3 separate regions of the Sus scrofa genome follow, and all the other regions are linked to region 2. Evidence: chromatin contacts called from public Hi-C and promoter capture Hi-C data. All regions are on one chromosome and are shown on one strand. Each heading gives the region's core, a stretch centred on a gene start, on an enhancer-like site or on the middle of the called end of the contact. The rest is flanking DNA. Distances are from core to core; before and after follow the strand shown. Region 1 holds the start of RETREG3 (protein FAM134C). Region 2 holds the start of PSME3 (proteasome activator subunit 3). Region 3 holds the start of PSMC3IP (homologous-pairing protein 2 homolog).

The links. Promoter capture Hi-C pulls out the DNA fragments that hold promoters and counts their contacts. A called contact is a pair of places that touch in the nucleus more often than the background predicts.
Region 1: a contact with region 2 is called in a promoter capture Hi-C map of fetal liver, with 2.1 times the contacts expected there. The contact joins the promoter of RETREG3 here to the promoter of PSME3 in region 2. A contact is called at or near these places in 2 of 5 promoter capture datasets (fetal liver and liver), 4 of 47 Hi-C or Micro-C datasets (embryonic fibroblasts, fetal skeletal muscle, retroperitoneal adipose tissue and 1 more) and 1 of 2 datasets of contacts at active chromatin or transcription factors (alveolar macrophages).
Region 3: a contact with region 2 is called in a Hi-C map of embryonic fibroblasts, with 2.8 times the contacts expected there. The contact joins the promoter of PSMC3IP here to the promoter of PSME3 in region 2. A contact is called at or near these places in 2 of 5 promoter capture datasets (fetal liver and liver), 10 of 47 Hi-C or Micro-C datasets (alveolar macrophages, embryonic fibroblasts, fetal heart ventricle and 5 more) and 2 of 2 datasets of contacts at active chromatin or transcription factors (alveolar macrophages and skeletal muscle).

What each region holds. Positions count from the first base shown.
Region 1 is chr12:20,218,885-20,223,613 of Sscrofa11.1, reverse strand. It overlaps RETREG3 (protein FAM134C), which reads right to left and starts at 2,621. Exons shown (of 9, transcript XM_003131384.4): 1 at 2,272-2,621. The coding sequence starts at 2,510.
Region 2 is chr12:20,031,613-20,036,745 of Sscrofa11.1, reverse strand. It overlaps PSME3 (proteasome activator subunit 3), which reads left to right and starts at 1,400. Exons shown (of 11, transcript NM_214348.1): 1 at 1,400-1,442; 2 at 2,128-2,160; 3 at 2,284-2,346; 4 at 2,542-2,646; 5 at 3,848-3,896; 6 at 4,831-4,943. The coding sequence starts at 1,401.
Region 3 is chr12:20,242,793-20,247,409 of Sscrofa11.1, reverse strand. It overlaps PSMC3IP (homologous-pairing protein 2 homolog), which reads right to left and starts at 3,167. Exons shown (of 8, transcript XM_003131397.5): 1 at 3,057-3,167; 2 at 2,865-2,965; 3 at 2,596-2,685. The coding sequence starts at 3,090. It overlaps RETREG3 (protein FAM134C), which reads right to left. Exons shown (of 9, transcript XM_003131384.4): 9 at 4,111-4,617.

The DNA.
Region 1 (4,729 bases), core at 1,372-3,871, 190 kb before region 2:
TTGAACCTGGACTGCAGTGGTGAAAGCACCAAATTCTAACCACTAGACCACCAGGGAACTCCTCCTAAATTCTTTTTAAAATAAAGTCGGAGACTTATTTAAAATAAACTCGTCGACATTCCTAAGCAAAACATCAAGCCCCATATCCAATTTGATGCTACTGGAAACTGAAGTCTAACTTCTATTTTGAACCTCAAACTACCTTCCACAGAACCTCATTTCCTAAAACAAACAATCCTGTGAACTCCAATGCTAAACTACCCTAGCCTCTGGGTTCTTAACACTGCCAATCATTCTGTCCCCTTCACAGGTGAGTCCTCTCCACAAATGACATACACAATTGCTCTTCAACTCTCAGGAGTCACACCCTCATTTTGCTGCATTTCTCCCCCACCTGCTTAGAGCCGGATGGGAATGTAACAAGAATAACTGCTTTCCGTATACACAGCAGGCAAGCTACCAGGAAATGCCAGAGATAAAGACCAACCACAACAACAGCTTCAAGAGAGAGTAGAAAAAGTGGATCTGAGTGAGATTCTAAACATAGCCTATTAGTAAACTCAAGTGAATACTATTGGAGGCCAGCAAATTAAAGGTAACAGTAACATTTAAAGATGTGTCTGGGGGCTCCTATGTGCAGATCTCAACCCCACACTCTACTCTGAAAATCTCTCTCAGGCAAGGGTGGAAAGTCCTCTCCTCAAAAATAACAACATGTATGCTACTGACCTATCTGCATTAATAAGCTCTTGGTTTATCAGGATTCATTTAAATCCTGATAAAGCTTTTGTTTATCAATCAGTCACATTTTGAGACAAACTGGTTTACTGAAGATCAACCTTTTTTCCTAGGAGTACGATCCCAATGTAGGAAATGAAGTTTTCACTATATGGTCTGAGGTTAGCGGTTGGGATAGGGAGATGAGAAGAAAAGGTCATTTTGAAAGATGCTCTAGAATGAGGTGCTATAGTGACGGGGTTCAGGAGTAGGTACCTGAAGATCAAGAAAGAAGCGTTACCAAAAATAACTGAATGCTGTAGGAAGAGTTCATCAAGTTTGAGCAAGACTCTAGAAGCAACTAATGCCAGAGACTGCTGTGACACCTTTAACCTCAGACCCCTTCAAACTGTGAGTTTAATGTAATAGCTCAATACTGCGTCTTGCTGTCAATGAACTTGGGACTATTTGCTTTCCTCCAGCCTACTGTGAATCTTTCAGACAAAGGATAATAAATGTTTTGGTTTTAAAACCAAGAATTTCAAGAGGAAAGCTACTTTTAGCAAAAACAAAAAAGAATTTGGAAATACACACTTTACTGTTTCACGCTCATCCAGAACAGCTCTATTTCATTCAGCTGTAGAAGCCCCCCTCCACTGCAGTTTCCTTGGAATTTGATCAATAATACTTCCCTAGTTATGGATAAATCCAAAATATGCTTGGCAGACCCTATGAAGATCAAAGTCCATTTTAGGTGATGACAATTCAGAGAAGCAGCAGTTCCATTTTCACTGAGCATGACACATACAGATTCTTAAAGCATATTTACATCCCCACTTTTCCAGCTCAGGAAAACTCACATACACTCTTAGACACCCTCAATTTCCCTGCCTATATACTGTGGCTAAGGATGCCTCTCTAATTCCTCGGAACAGGGAGGAGTGGCCATCATAAGTGGCTTTGAAATGAGTGAAATCTCACAATCATTATTTCTATAACTGTTCTTTAAAGGCTCATAATTCTCTCTCACGTTGCAGCTATGGAGGCTCTTACTGACGCTCAGGCTTCACAAACTTCCCCGAGTGAGAGAAAGGGTGTCTAACATGCTAATTCAGATTGCTCAAACTTGTTTTCGCATCACACCTATGCATACCTTCTGAAGATCTCACGCTGAAGATCTCACGCCTCACACATCTATCCAAATAATAACTACTAAAATCTCTGGAGACAATCTTCAAAGCACCTTTGAGCAAACAAGAGAAGAGAAATGATGGCCTTAAAGGAACACAGTTTTCCCCTGGCTAAAACGAGGCGCCCTCACTCACTGCGAGCGGCTCAAGAGGTTACTAGAAGCTCCTGGTCACTGGAAGGCTCTGGGGAGAACTGCGGTGCCAAAGCCGCACGCGGGACGGAGTGGAAGGAGTTGAGGCAGAAATCAGGCAGGTACAGGAAGGAGTCAGTGCAGCGAAGAAACAGGAGAGGTGAGAGATAAAGCCCTAGAGAAACCTGATGATTTCGCGCCTCGAAGGGTTTCCGAGGATCCAGTTCTCTCACCAGAAAGCCGCGTTCAGCCCCAGGCACCACAGGGCGCTCCTGGCTGGCCGCTCCCACACCAGGGCTGCCTGCACCCGGTTCAGCAGAGGCTCGTAAGGCCCCAGCACCTCCACCAGGGCCCGCTGCGCCGCCTCAACCTGCTGGTCCCGCTCGCAGGAGCCCGACATAGTGCGGCGGCCTCTGGAACTCTGCCCCGAAGCAGGGCCTGGGGCCACAACTACCCCCTCTGCCTCCGCCATCTCCCCCCGGCAGCCACAACATCCGGGGCCACGGCCCGACAGTCACAATAACGCCGACTGCGCAGGTGCGCGATTCGGCTGGGGAGGCCGCTTCCCTCAACACTGCGCCTGCGCCTAGGCTCTAGCTCGCGTCCACCCAGTGGGAAGCAAACTGCGTCAAAGTACGTCCCGAGTGCACCAATCCGGAGCCGCGCACGCGCAATCTGCAAGACTGAGGCCGAATGAATAAGGAAGTGCCATCACCAGAACTCACTTCTCATTGGAACCGAGAGAGTTCGTGGGCGGAGCAGGTTGTTTTGGCGCCTGCGTCGTGCTGCTAGCGGGCTAGCGAGTGGCGGCTTTGCTGGCGGGAGCTGCTGCAAGGCCCGCGCCTGAGGAGCGATGCCGAGGGAGATCATCACCCTACAGTTGGGCCAGTGCGGCAATCAGAGTGAGCGAACTTCCGGTCCTTCCACTAGCCAGGTTTTTTATTCTCTATGGTATCTCGCTCTGAGATCCTGGACTCCATCTGCCCTTCCCAGAATCGTAGTTCTCCGAAGGCGGGACATGCCTGACCCAGTGCCCAGTTGCCCAACCCCGAAAGGCCCTCCCCTGCGGGGTCCCTGACATATAGCCCTGTCCTCTGACACGGGATACCCCCGAGGATTGACCTCCTATCCCTGGTCCCAGGCGCTCAGGCCCCCAGCTTCTCGTTGGAACCTGCCCAGAACCAGATATCCTCTTTCTCCCCCGCCTGCCTATGCCCCCACCCCCAGTTGGGTTCGAGTTCTGGAAACAACTGTGCGCCGAGCATGGCATCAGCCCCGAGGGCATCGTGGAGGAGTTCGCCACCGAGGGCACTGACCGCAAGGACGTCTTCTTCTACCAGGTGCCCCCAGCAACTTGACCAGGGCTGGCAGTGGCCCAGGGGGCCCGAAGGGAAGGGCAGTGGCTTGGTACTAGGAAACCCGTTGAACAGAGTGGCCAGGGCGGCTGGCTTGAGGAGGGAGGGCGAGCAGGAGCCAGAGTTGGGAGGACTGGAAGACTGGGCGGGCCGAGCTGACTGTGCCCCCTCCTGGACTCCCCTTGACAGGCGGATGATGAGCACTACATCCCCAGGGCGGTGCTGCTGGACCTGGAGCCGCGGGTGATCCACTCCATCCTCAATTCCCCCTATGCCAAGCTCTACAACCCAGAGAACATCTACCTGTCGGAGCATGGAGGAGGAGCTGGCAACAACTGGGCCAGCGGATTCTCCCAGGTCATTTGCTGTTACTCCCTGGCAGAAGAACCCCATTTTTATGATTTCCTAGAGAGAGATGAAGCCAGATGGAGGATGTAAGAGTGTAGAAAGAGAGAGACATGAGCTAAGAAAAATTCTTTTTTCTAAGCCATCTATGTAATATTAAGAGACTGCCCAAGAAATAGTAACAACAACAACAACAAAAAAAAAAAAGACAAAAAGACAAAAAAAAAAAAAAAAAAAAAAAAAAAAGGAGTTCCCGTCGTGGCGCAGTGGTTAACGAATCCGACTAGGAACCATGAGGTTGCGGTTCGATCCTGCCCTTGCTCGGTGGTTAACGATCCGGCGTTGCCGTGAGCTGTGGTGTAGGTGCAGACGCGGCTCGGATCCCGCGTTGCTGTGGCTCTGGCGTAGGCCGGTGGCTACAGCTCCGATTCGACCCCTAGCCTGGAACCTCCATATGCCGCAGGAGCGGCCCAAGAAATAGTAACAACAACAACAACAACAAAAAAAAAAAAAAAAAAAAAAAAAAAAAAAAAAAAAAAAAAAAAAGAGACTGCATTAGCAAGTGCTGTGGGCCAGGCCATACTAAATGCTTTTACCTTTAGTAACTTATTTAAACCTCCCAACAACCCTATGGGCAGGTACTATGGGTCCACAGTCTCTGGTTTTCCAGAATTCAGAAAACTCTGAAACCAGCTAACTATTCATTTAGCAGCAAAACCAGATCTCCATGGAAGCAGGCTAATTTATAGTTTCTGTCCAACTTGTTATCATTACTCACACCTGTCATTGCAGAAATATTAATGTATCTGATTGGCACCCCTTCAGACCCCCACTGGCGTTTTTCTTAGCATATGTTATTCACATCATATGGCCTTCCTTGAGCCTGAAATATCTGAATTCAGAAACGTAACTGGACTTCCCGTCGTGGCGCAGTGGTTAACAAATCCGACTAGGAACCATGAGGTTGCGGGTTCGATCCCTGCCCTTGCTC
Region 2 (5,133 bases), core at 151-2,650:
CCTAGGAACTTCCAAGTTTCACGTGCAGCCCGAGAAAATAAAAAATAAGAAAGATCTAACTATCCGAAAGACCTATTCTTCCAGTTTTCCCATAGCACAGAGTGCCTCACTCCTGGTTTCCACCCTGAGCTCTGCTTAGTGGGTTCTGCAGGTCAGCAGCTGCCATGGCTCATGGTTTAATCCACGTAGAGGCAGATGGCAAGTAACCGTAAATGCGAAACTCCAGTTCACAAGATTTAACTTACATAAGTGACTCACATTATATTTCTAGCCTCTGAGACACTGCTGTCCCAGAGCCTACTCCGATTTGTTGTGCGAAATAACCAATGCTATAAGACAGATGAATGGGTGAATTAAGACAGACAGCCTGGGGAGTTCCCACTGTGTGCAACTGGTTAAGTATCTGGCCTTGTTACTACAGAGGCTCCATTCCCTGCGGTCTCCAGGGTTCAATCCCAGGCCCAGGAACTTCCACCTGCCTCCGGTGGGTGGGGGGCGGGGCTGGGCGACAAAAAGTCGGGTAGGGGGGAATACAGTCTCCGCCTTCCACGAGGAAAATGGATACAGCATTGCCCTAGAAGTTAGGAGATGTGAGTTCTGGACTTGGATATACTGTAAACACTGTGTAGCCTAGGACAAGCACCGCCAGACTACAGGCATCAATTTGTCCATACATCTGGCACTTGATCTCTGAGGTCTAGGAGTAAGCGGCTAAATGGCAGAGAAAGGCGGGGAAGCCTGGTACAACAGGACTTGTTTCCTATCAGGCTCCAACCTAACATGAGAGCTTGGACCAAGAGGAGGAGACAGCAGGAATCAGAGACTAGACGCCCCGAACCCAGCGCGGGTACCACCGGCTTCCTCGGGCCGACGTCACCGGGGCGCGACGGCGTCTTCTGTCGGGTCCCCCACTCCAGGCAGCAGCGCCTCCGACGGTCCCTTCGGTGAAGGTGAGTGCCGGAATAACAGAGAGGCAAACGGTCCTCGAGTCTCTCTGAGACTCCGATCTCACTCCACCACCCTCTGCTGCCCTCCCTTTTACTTCACCCTTATCGGGCACAGGAGCCGAGAGATAGGAGCAGAGCTACCATCGTTCAGAGCCGAACCTCAGCGCGGCTGCGCAGGGCACGTGCACATCCTCTCGGAGTCCCGGCGATTGGCTGTGACGTAACTTCCGGTGTGAGCGGCGAAAGCCGGGAGGGCGAGCGAGAGAGAGCAGGCAGCAGGCAGCAGGCGGGCGGACGGACGGCACGAAGGGAGGGAGCAAGTGAGCAGTGAGTGGGCCAGCGAGAGCGGCCGCGTCCCGAGAGCAGCCGAGATTCCTCCCGTCCCTCTGACCCTCTCCCCGGAGCCCACAGCGCCTCCGGTCTCCAGCGGAGCGGACACGGCCCGGCCCGGCCATGGCCTCGTTGCTGAAGGTGGATCAGGAAGTAAAGCTCAAGGTAGGGGTACGGTCCGGGCTTCCTTACTCCTTGCTTCGATCCTCGAGCTGTCTGACTGGCTCCCTACTCCCCATGGCGTCTTTGTCTCCCTGGGGACACCAGCCCTGAGCTTCCGCTCGGCTCAGCCCAGCCCCCCACTCCCAGAGATGGCATCGGGGGAGACGCTACTATGGGGTGGCCTTCTGTACCCTGTCTAATGGTGGAGAGCCCCGGGGAGACTTCCGCGGACACGTGGTGGACTTAGTGCTTTAGGCCAGTGACAGCTGGAAGTCCCCCCAGCCCAGCAACGTCCCCATCTCTGGGCGCTGCTACTGCCCCTGCCCTTGGCGTCAGGCCTGCCTCACATCCTAGGCCAGGTTTGTATGGGGGTTGACATGTTTGTGAGCTCACGCCTCTCCCATCTACCTGTCTTTTGTCTGCTTTCAAATTCAGACAAGCTACAGACAAAGGGAGGGAGGGAGGGAAGACAGGTGGGTGCTGCCCTCCAGCCCCGCTTCCCTCTCCTGAGATGGAGAAATGGATCCTTAAAAAAATAAAGTATTTGCAGTCTGGGGGCCTCTCAGCTTCTCATTACAATTACAAGGTGAGGGAAAGACAGTTGGATTTGGGTTTCCCCATCCTGCCCATACTTCTCTTGCCAGGTACTGACTTGCTCTTACTGAATTGCTTTCTTTGTTAATTTTAGGTTGATTCTTTCAGGGAGCGGATTACAAGTGAGGTGAGTGAAAGAAGTAGAAAATCGAGCATTGGTTAATGGTTGGGAGTTCTCCAGAGAAGAGATGTCTGTAGAGACAGACCTTCCCTCAGTTACTAATTCAGCTATATTTTCCCTCATCTTTAGGCAGAAGACTTGGTGGCAAATTTTTTCCCAAAGAAATTGTTAGAACTTGATAGTTTTTTGAAGGTGAGAGACCCTTTTCTTTTCCTCAGAGTCCCCAGTTTTTTTGGCCCTGGTCTTTCTGTCAAATGGGACAAATGACGTGTTGATTCTATCTTGTTTTGTGCTGTAAAGCCGTCTTCATATGTTGCCCTTGAAATGAAATACTTCTTTGTTCATTTTGAAAAGACTGATGTTTTGGGGGTGGGCGTCTCTTTTCAGGAGCCAATCCTAAACATCCATGACCTAACTCAGATCCACTCAGACATGAATCTCCCAGTCCCTGACCCCATTCTTCTCACCAATAGCCATGATGGACTGGACGGTGTAAGTATCCTGTATTTATCTCTGTGTGTGTGCCGAAGCAGTAGGCGCTCTGTCCTCAAGTCTCTGGTCAGCTTGAACGTGTACAGGGGTACAGGGGACAGTGGGATTTGGATCTGGGAATGAGGATTCTTTTTTTTTTTTTTTTGGCTTTTTGCTATTGCTTTGGGCCGCTCCCGCGGCATATGGAGGTTCCCAGGCTAGGGGTTGAATCAGAGCTGTAGCCACCGGCCTACACCAGAGCCACAGCAACGCGAGATCCAAGCCGCGTCTGCAGCCTACACCACAGCTCATGGCAACGCCGGATCGTTAACCCACTGAGCAAGGGCAGGGATCGAACCCGCAACCTCATGGTTCCTAGTCGGATTCGTTAACCACTGCGCCACGACGGGAACTCCCGGAATGAGGATTCTTACAGACATATGACTTTGGTACACCCCCTTCGGTCCCCGGTTTTCATTTGTAGCATGTGTTAATGGGTACTCTGTTAGAGTGAGTTGAAAATAGGGCTAATAGTGACAAGGTCCCTCAGGTTACCTGGTCTGTCACCATGGCTCTAGGCAAGACTTTTCATCCCTGTTTCAGTGTCTTGAGTCTTGTTATGGGAGGGGGCAATTGTTCTTGCTATATAACTGCAGTTCCCCGTCTTTCTGTATCTTTAGCAACTAGTCTTTAGAATATGTCCACATTCTGTTATAACAATGATGACCCCATATTGTTATTTATCTGCTATATATATTGTTATTTATCCGTCGGTGTCTCATGGGTAGAACTTGCACTTTTGGAAAGGAGAAACTATCTGAATTATCTTTGTATCCCCAGCACCTAGCATTGTTCCTTGCAAGTGCTAAATACATGTTTGTTGATTGAATATTCTTTGTGGAACAAGCACATTTGTTTATAATCCCCTTAGTTATACTCACTCTGCATTCAGTAGTTCATTCTTTCTGTTGTTCATAGTATCCACCCCTCCCCTGGTTGCCTAATGTGTTATATTTCTTGAAAAGTTGGTCTTTCCAACTATAGTGTAAGTTGCTTTGTGGGAAGAACCTTTTCTTAAAGCTTTGTGTGTGCTTAGTGAATTGTGGGTAAATTAATAAGACAACCTGTGAAGTCAAGGTAGGGATTAAACTTGCTAGAAGGGTAACTTGCAGTGGGGATGTGAGTGTCGAATAGGCTGATTCTTGTCTCTTTGTATCCTTAGCCCACTTACAAGAAGCGAAGGTTGGATGAATGTGAAGAGGCCTTCCAAGGTAAGAGCCACCTTCACTGTCCCCTACCCCAACCCTTCCTGGCTTGCAGCCCTGAGAAGCAGGATGGATCTGGTGCTCTCCTGTCCAGCAAGCAGGATCTGATTTTATTTCCTAGCATTAGCATTCCTAAGCTCTCCAGACATTGTCTAGTACTCTAAACCTAATTTTCCTTTCCTCTTTTTTTGTCTTTATAGGGCTGCACTCACGGCATATGGAGGTTCCCGGGCTAGGGGTCTGATCAGAGCTGTTGCTGCTGGCCTACACCACAGTCACAGCAATGCCAGGTCTGAGCCGCATCTTCGACCTACACCACAGCTCATGGCAACGCCAGATCCTTTAACCCACTGAGCAAGGCCAGGGATTGAACTCACAACCTCATGGGTCCTAGTTGGATTGTTTCCACTGTGCCAGGACTGGAACTCCGTAATTTTCCATTTAACAGGGAGGGTTGGACTTAATGTGAACTACCAAGGGAGAGGTTGGAGGTGGCTACACATCACAGATTTTTCGCAAAACCCCAGTTCATATCATTTTTTCCTCTTCAATAATGCTTGGTGCGTTAAGTCTGTAGAGCATATTTTAATCTTGTTCTTTAGACTTTCCGGATGTTTTAGACACTCATCTGTTAATCCCCATATTCTCTCTTTTTTTAATTCTGTTGGTGGTGTCACGGTTTATAGATAGCTTTGTGACAGATAAAAGGCAGAAGTCATAAGCTTTTCCTTGTGGCGCAGTGGGTTAAGGATCCGGTATTGTCACTGTTGTGGCTCAGGTCGCTACTGTGGAGCCCAGGATCTTCCACATGCCACAGGCATGGCCAGGAACAAAGGTAGAGGTCATAGTATCTCACGGGTCTAGGAAAGAGAGAAAGGTGGGGAATGCTGCCTCCTTCCACCCAGCTCCAGTCATTTGACCTTCCTCGTGTCCTTGCCAGGAACCAAGGTGTTTGTGATGCCCAATGGGATGCTAAAAAGCAACCAGCAGCTGGTGGACATTATTGAGAAAGTGAAGCCTGAGATTCGGCTGCTGATCGAGAAATGCAACACGGTGAGGCAGGGGCTGATGACCTAGGGGCTGACCCCAAATAGCCTGGCTTGAGCTATGCAAGACAATGGATGTGGGGCCAGAGGCGTGGAGGTGATGTTGGAGTTGGCAGACTAATTATCTTGACTCCTGTGCTCCTGGCATCTGGCCCCAGCAGCATGAGTTGTATATGTCTTGGCTTAAGTAGAAAAGG
Region 3 (4,617 bases), core at 1,918-4,417, 210 kb before region 2:
TCCCAAGGGCCTGCGAAGATAGTGGGGGAGGATACTTTTGAGAAATCACTTTAGTCCTGGTCCCCCCAAAAAGCTATAAAAGAGCAAGTTGAAACCTATTTCTTGTCCTCATGGGGCTTTGAGGTGCAGGATACTGAATAGGACAGACATTGTGCTTGGGTTTGGCGGGGGGCTTTGTCAGTTGGCAACAGGAAGCAGGATGGAAAGGACGGGAATGCCAGCCTGGGCCGTCTGGACTCTACATTCAGCTGAGGTAAACCTTTAGGGCAGGAGGCAGCAAACTACAGCCTGCAGGGCAAATCCTCCCAGACGCATGCTTTTGAAAAAAAAAATGTATGGACACAGCCGCGCCCATTCACTTATGTACTGTCTGTGGCTGTTCTGCTCTACAATGTGGCAGACTTGAGTACTTGTGACAGTTGTGTAGCCAGGACGAGAGACCATCTGGCCAGCAAAGCATAAAAATATTAACTGGCCCTTTACAGAAAGCAAACCTGCCAACTTGTCCTGCAAGGGATCTTCCACAGAGGCAGTGAGATTAGCCTGGATGGTACATGTTAAATGCTGTGGGGGTTCAGTAAAGGCAGAGGGATGGGAAATGGGGTCCGCCCTAGAAGAGCTTCAGCTTTGTGAGGGGGACGAGTGAAAAGAGGTAAACACTTAAAGAAGGCAATCAGCACGTACAGGGAAGGTTTGTGGAGGTAACGCCTGAGTGAAATCCAAAGGGATGAGTAAGAGCTGGGCAAGAAGAAGGGATTCAAAACCTTGAGGGGAGGGGAGGTGTAGTGGTGGGGATGGGAATTCCTGTTGTGGCTCAGCGGCTAGCGAACCTGACTAGGATCCAGGAGGAGGTAGGTTCGAACCCCAGCCTCACTCAGTGGGTTAAGGATCTGGCGTTGCTGTGAGCTGTGGTGTAGGTTGCAGATGCAGCTTGGATCCTGAGTTGCTGTGGCTGTGGTGTAGGCCAGTGGCTACGGTTCCAATTAGACCCCTAGCCTGTGAACCTCCATGTGCTGCAAGTGCAGCCCTAAAAGATTAAAAACAAAAACCAAACCAAAACAAAAAAGGACCAAAAACTCTGGGGAGGAGTTTCCTGGTGGCTATGATTCAGCATTCCTAGGTGGTTAAGGATTCAGCATTATCACCGCTGTGGCAAGGGTTCAATCCTCGACCCAGGAATTTCCACATGCTGTGGGCATGGCCAAAAACCCCCAAAAAACAAAACCCTCTGGGCAGAGGAATGACAAAGAGCAATGGACACGAGAGTAAAACTCATCTAAACAGTCTAGTATTTGGAGTTCCCATTGTGGCTCAGCGGGTTAAGAACCCGGCTGGTATCCATGAGGTTGTGGGTTTGATCCCTGGCCTTGTTCAGTGGGTTAAGGATCCAGCGTTGCTGTGAGCTGTGGTGTAGGTCACAGACACGGCTGGGATGTGGTGTGGCTATGGCATAGGCCAGTAGCTATAGCTCTGATTCAGCCCCTAGACTGGGAACTTCCATATGCTGTGGGTGCAGCCCTAAAGACAAAAAACAAAAATATACTCTAGAATTGATGGATGGAGAAATAACAGGGACAGGGGAGGCTAGAGGTAGACTGGGGCCAAGTCTCTTATCTGTTCTAGGGAGCATTAGTTTAGGGGAGGGAATGGCATGACTACATTTGCATGTACATAGATCGTTTAAGCTGTGTTTGAGAAAGCCAGATCAGTTAGGAGGATATTGCAATAGATGAGGAGCACCTGAACTAGAGCAATGATGGCAGCTAGAAAGAGGATGGATTCAAGAAAAAACAGCTGGACTTGATGGCCGACTCAGCACGTGAAATAAGTTAAAAATGACTCCGCAGGAGTTCCCGCGGTGGCACAGCGGAAACAAATCTAACTAGTACCCATGAGGGTGTGGGTTCTATCCCTGGCTTTGCTCAGTGGGTCAGGAACCTGGCATTGCCACTGTGAGCTGCAATGTAGGTTGCAGATGCAGCTCAAATCTGGTGTGGCTGTAACCATGGTACAGGCCAGCAGGTACAGCTCCAATTCAACCCTTAGCCTGAGAGCTTCCACATGCCCCAGGTGCAGCCCTAAAAAGAAAAAAAAAAAAAAAAAAGACTCCCCAGTTTCTGGCCTCCATGCAGAATAATTCCATTAAGGGAGAAGAATGTAACAGGAGCCAGTTTAGGAGCGAGATGAGGCATTCTACTTTGGTGATGAGGGCTCTGAAGGGACTGAAAGGCATCCAGGTGGAGATCTGGGTTAGAGATTCAAAGTTAATGTGTGTGTTTAAGGAGGGGGTGGAGACAGAAGGAAAATAATCTGACAGAGGTGGTCCTCATTAGATGATTGGGAATTAGAACTTCCACGCGTAAACAGATGTCCATAGCAACAATTCAGGATCTTCTGTAACCTATCACATTTCAAGTCTGGAAACCTCCTTCAGTTTGGATCACAGCAAAGGCAGTGCACGCTTTGACTTAAAGGCCGGCTAGGACCCTTTTAATGGTGTAAGACCGCTGAGTTTCATGGAGAATTCATACTAGGGACTGATTCACCTAATGCCGAGCTCTCACCGAGGTGCTAATCTGCGCCGGTTTCCCTCACCTGGTCTGCAAAGTATATCTTCTGCTTGCCGTACACCTTCTCTTTGATCTTGCCTTGCTGGGCCAGCTGCTCCAGCGCTTTGACCACCGCCTGGCAGAGGGGAGGGGGTGGAACAGTCGGGGGAGTGAATGTCACCAGTGATGGGGAAAGCGCCCGACGAGCCTTAGGAAGCCCAAGGCTAGAATGGCAGTCTCGAGAGGGCAGGGCCCCAGGCTGAGTCGTGGGGTTCTAGGGGAGGAATCCTGATAGTGGGGCGGGGGTGTCCTCACCGCCTTGCCCAGTCCGTGTTCCCGCTGCAGGTTCCCGAACACGTCCTGGGCGCTGTAGGGCCGATTCTGCTCCTGCAGGTATTTCAGCAGGATCCCGGGGGCTACGGAAAGAGAAGAGGCAGTGGGGTGGGGGGCCCCTCAACCGACCCCTGCCCGCCCTCTCCCAGGTCTTCCAGGGGGCAAAGCCGTTACCTCCCGCCGCGGCTTCCGCCCGGCCTTTACTCATGGTTTTTCCCGCCGCCAAACTCAGAAAGCCGGAAGTTGCAATTACTCGGGGCAACGGCCCCTTCCGGCCACGGGCTGGGCGGGCCTCGGGCGGTGATTGGCGCAGGGAAAGCTTCGCGAGGAGCGCAGCGGCCCCTCCCGGGCACCGTAGTTCGCCCCGGCCCGGCGCTCCGGCGCGGCTCTGGCCGCGGGGGTCCAGGTCTCATCGTGGGAAGCGGGGCGCGTGCTTGGAATCTCTCCCTTGCTCCACTCCGAACCAGGGCGGCAGGGAATCATGCCCCAAAGTTTAGGGACCCAGTTCCAGCAGCCACCGAACACTCGAGAACCTAAATGGGCAGTGTTCAAATGGGAAGAGACCTCCAATATCAACTCCCGCTTGGCAAGCGAGTTGCTTAAGGTCACAGGGCCAGTTATCCAAGGACGTGCCCCGTCCTACAGGCCAAGGCTTCCCGTCGGTTACCCTTAACTTCTGTAAGATAAGAACAAGAGGTGCCTGCAGGAGTGGGTTGTGAAGACCGTGAAACACCCTAGAAGGAGTAACGCTGCCTCTATTTGCCCGATACCGAGCTTCGCACACAGGGGGCGCTCAGCACATTGCTGTGGTTGAAGGGAGTGTTGGGAGCTGCTCTTAAGCCACAAAGCTTGTAGAAGTTTCCTTGTGGCGGTCTTATGACAACACCTGGCAGGTGCTTTCCACTCCTGCCCACCGTGGCCAAATGGACAAAGCCTGAAATAAGTATTTCTAGTTTCTGAGGTCAGCCAAAGGCCAAAGAGCAGCTGTTCCTGCAGCTCAAACAAGCCTGAGGGGCACGGTGCTTTTTCAAGCCTTCTGCTACCCAAAATTTCATTAAGTCTTTGAAACCTGTACTTATCATCACGCGTTTAGGCGATGATAGTAAGAATTAGAATGATGGAACTGCAGGCTAGATGCCAGCCAAGAGTCCGCTATGCTCATGTCATCTCAGTTCAGATTAACAAAAGAAGGCCTATCAAGGATAAGAAACCATTCAACATCAGTCTCTTAAAGATGTTCTCATACAAGATTTATTCCCCAGCACCCCTCCCACCCTCATCCCCATCCCAATTCACAGTGGAGGATTAAGGAGATTCAGAGCAGGATCCGCAGGTACACGAAACACCTTCCAAAGATTGTGCTCTCCTTCCTTCCCCTCCCTCTTACCAACTGCCAAGGCCTGAAGCTACACACACTCATGCAAACACACAAAATCCCACTCCTTTCCCACACCTCCACGTCAGAGCTCACCTGTAAGACATCTGGGCTCTTAGAAGAGAGAAGGTGTCCAAAGTGAGAACCCTAAAGTGGGGAGAGGCTGCTACCTAACCTTCACACAAAGGGAAGGGACTATGAATCAGATACCTAGCTCTTCTCCCTTCTCACTGTTGACTATTTTCACTCCCTGGCCTCTAACTTGTCCATCAACCAAGAGCAAACATGTTAGTGCACTCCCAGCTGCAGCACATGGAAATGGGCTCTGTCCAACATCCCTCACCCAGGTATGGGGGTGTT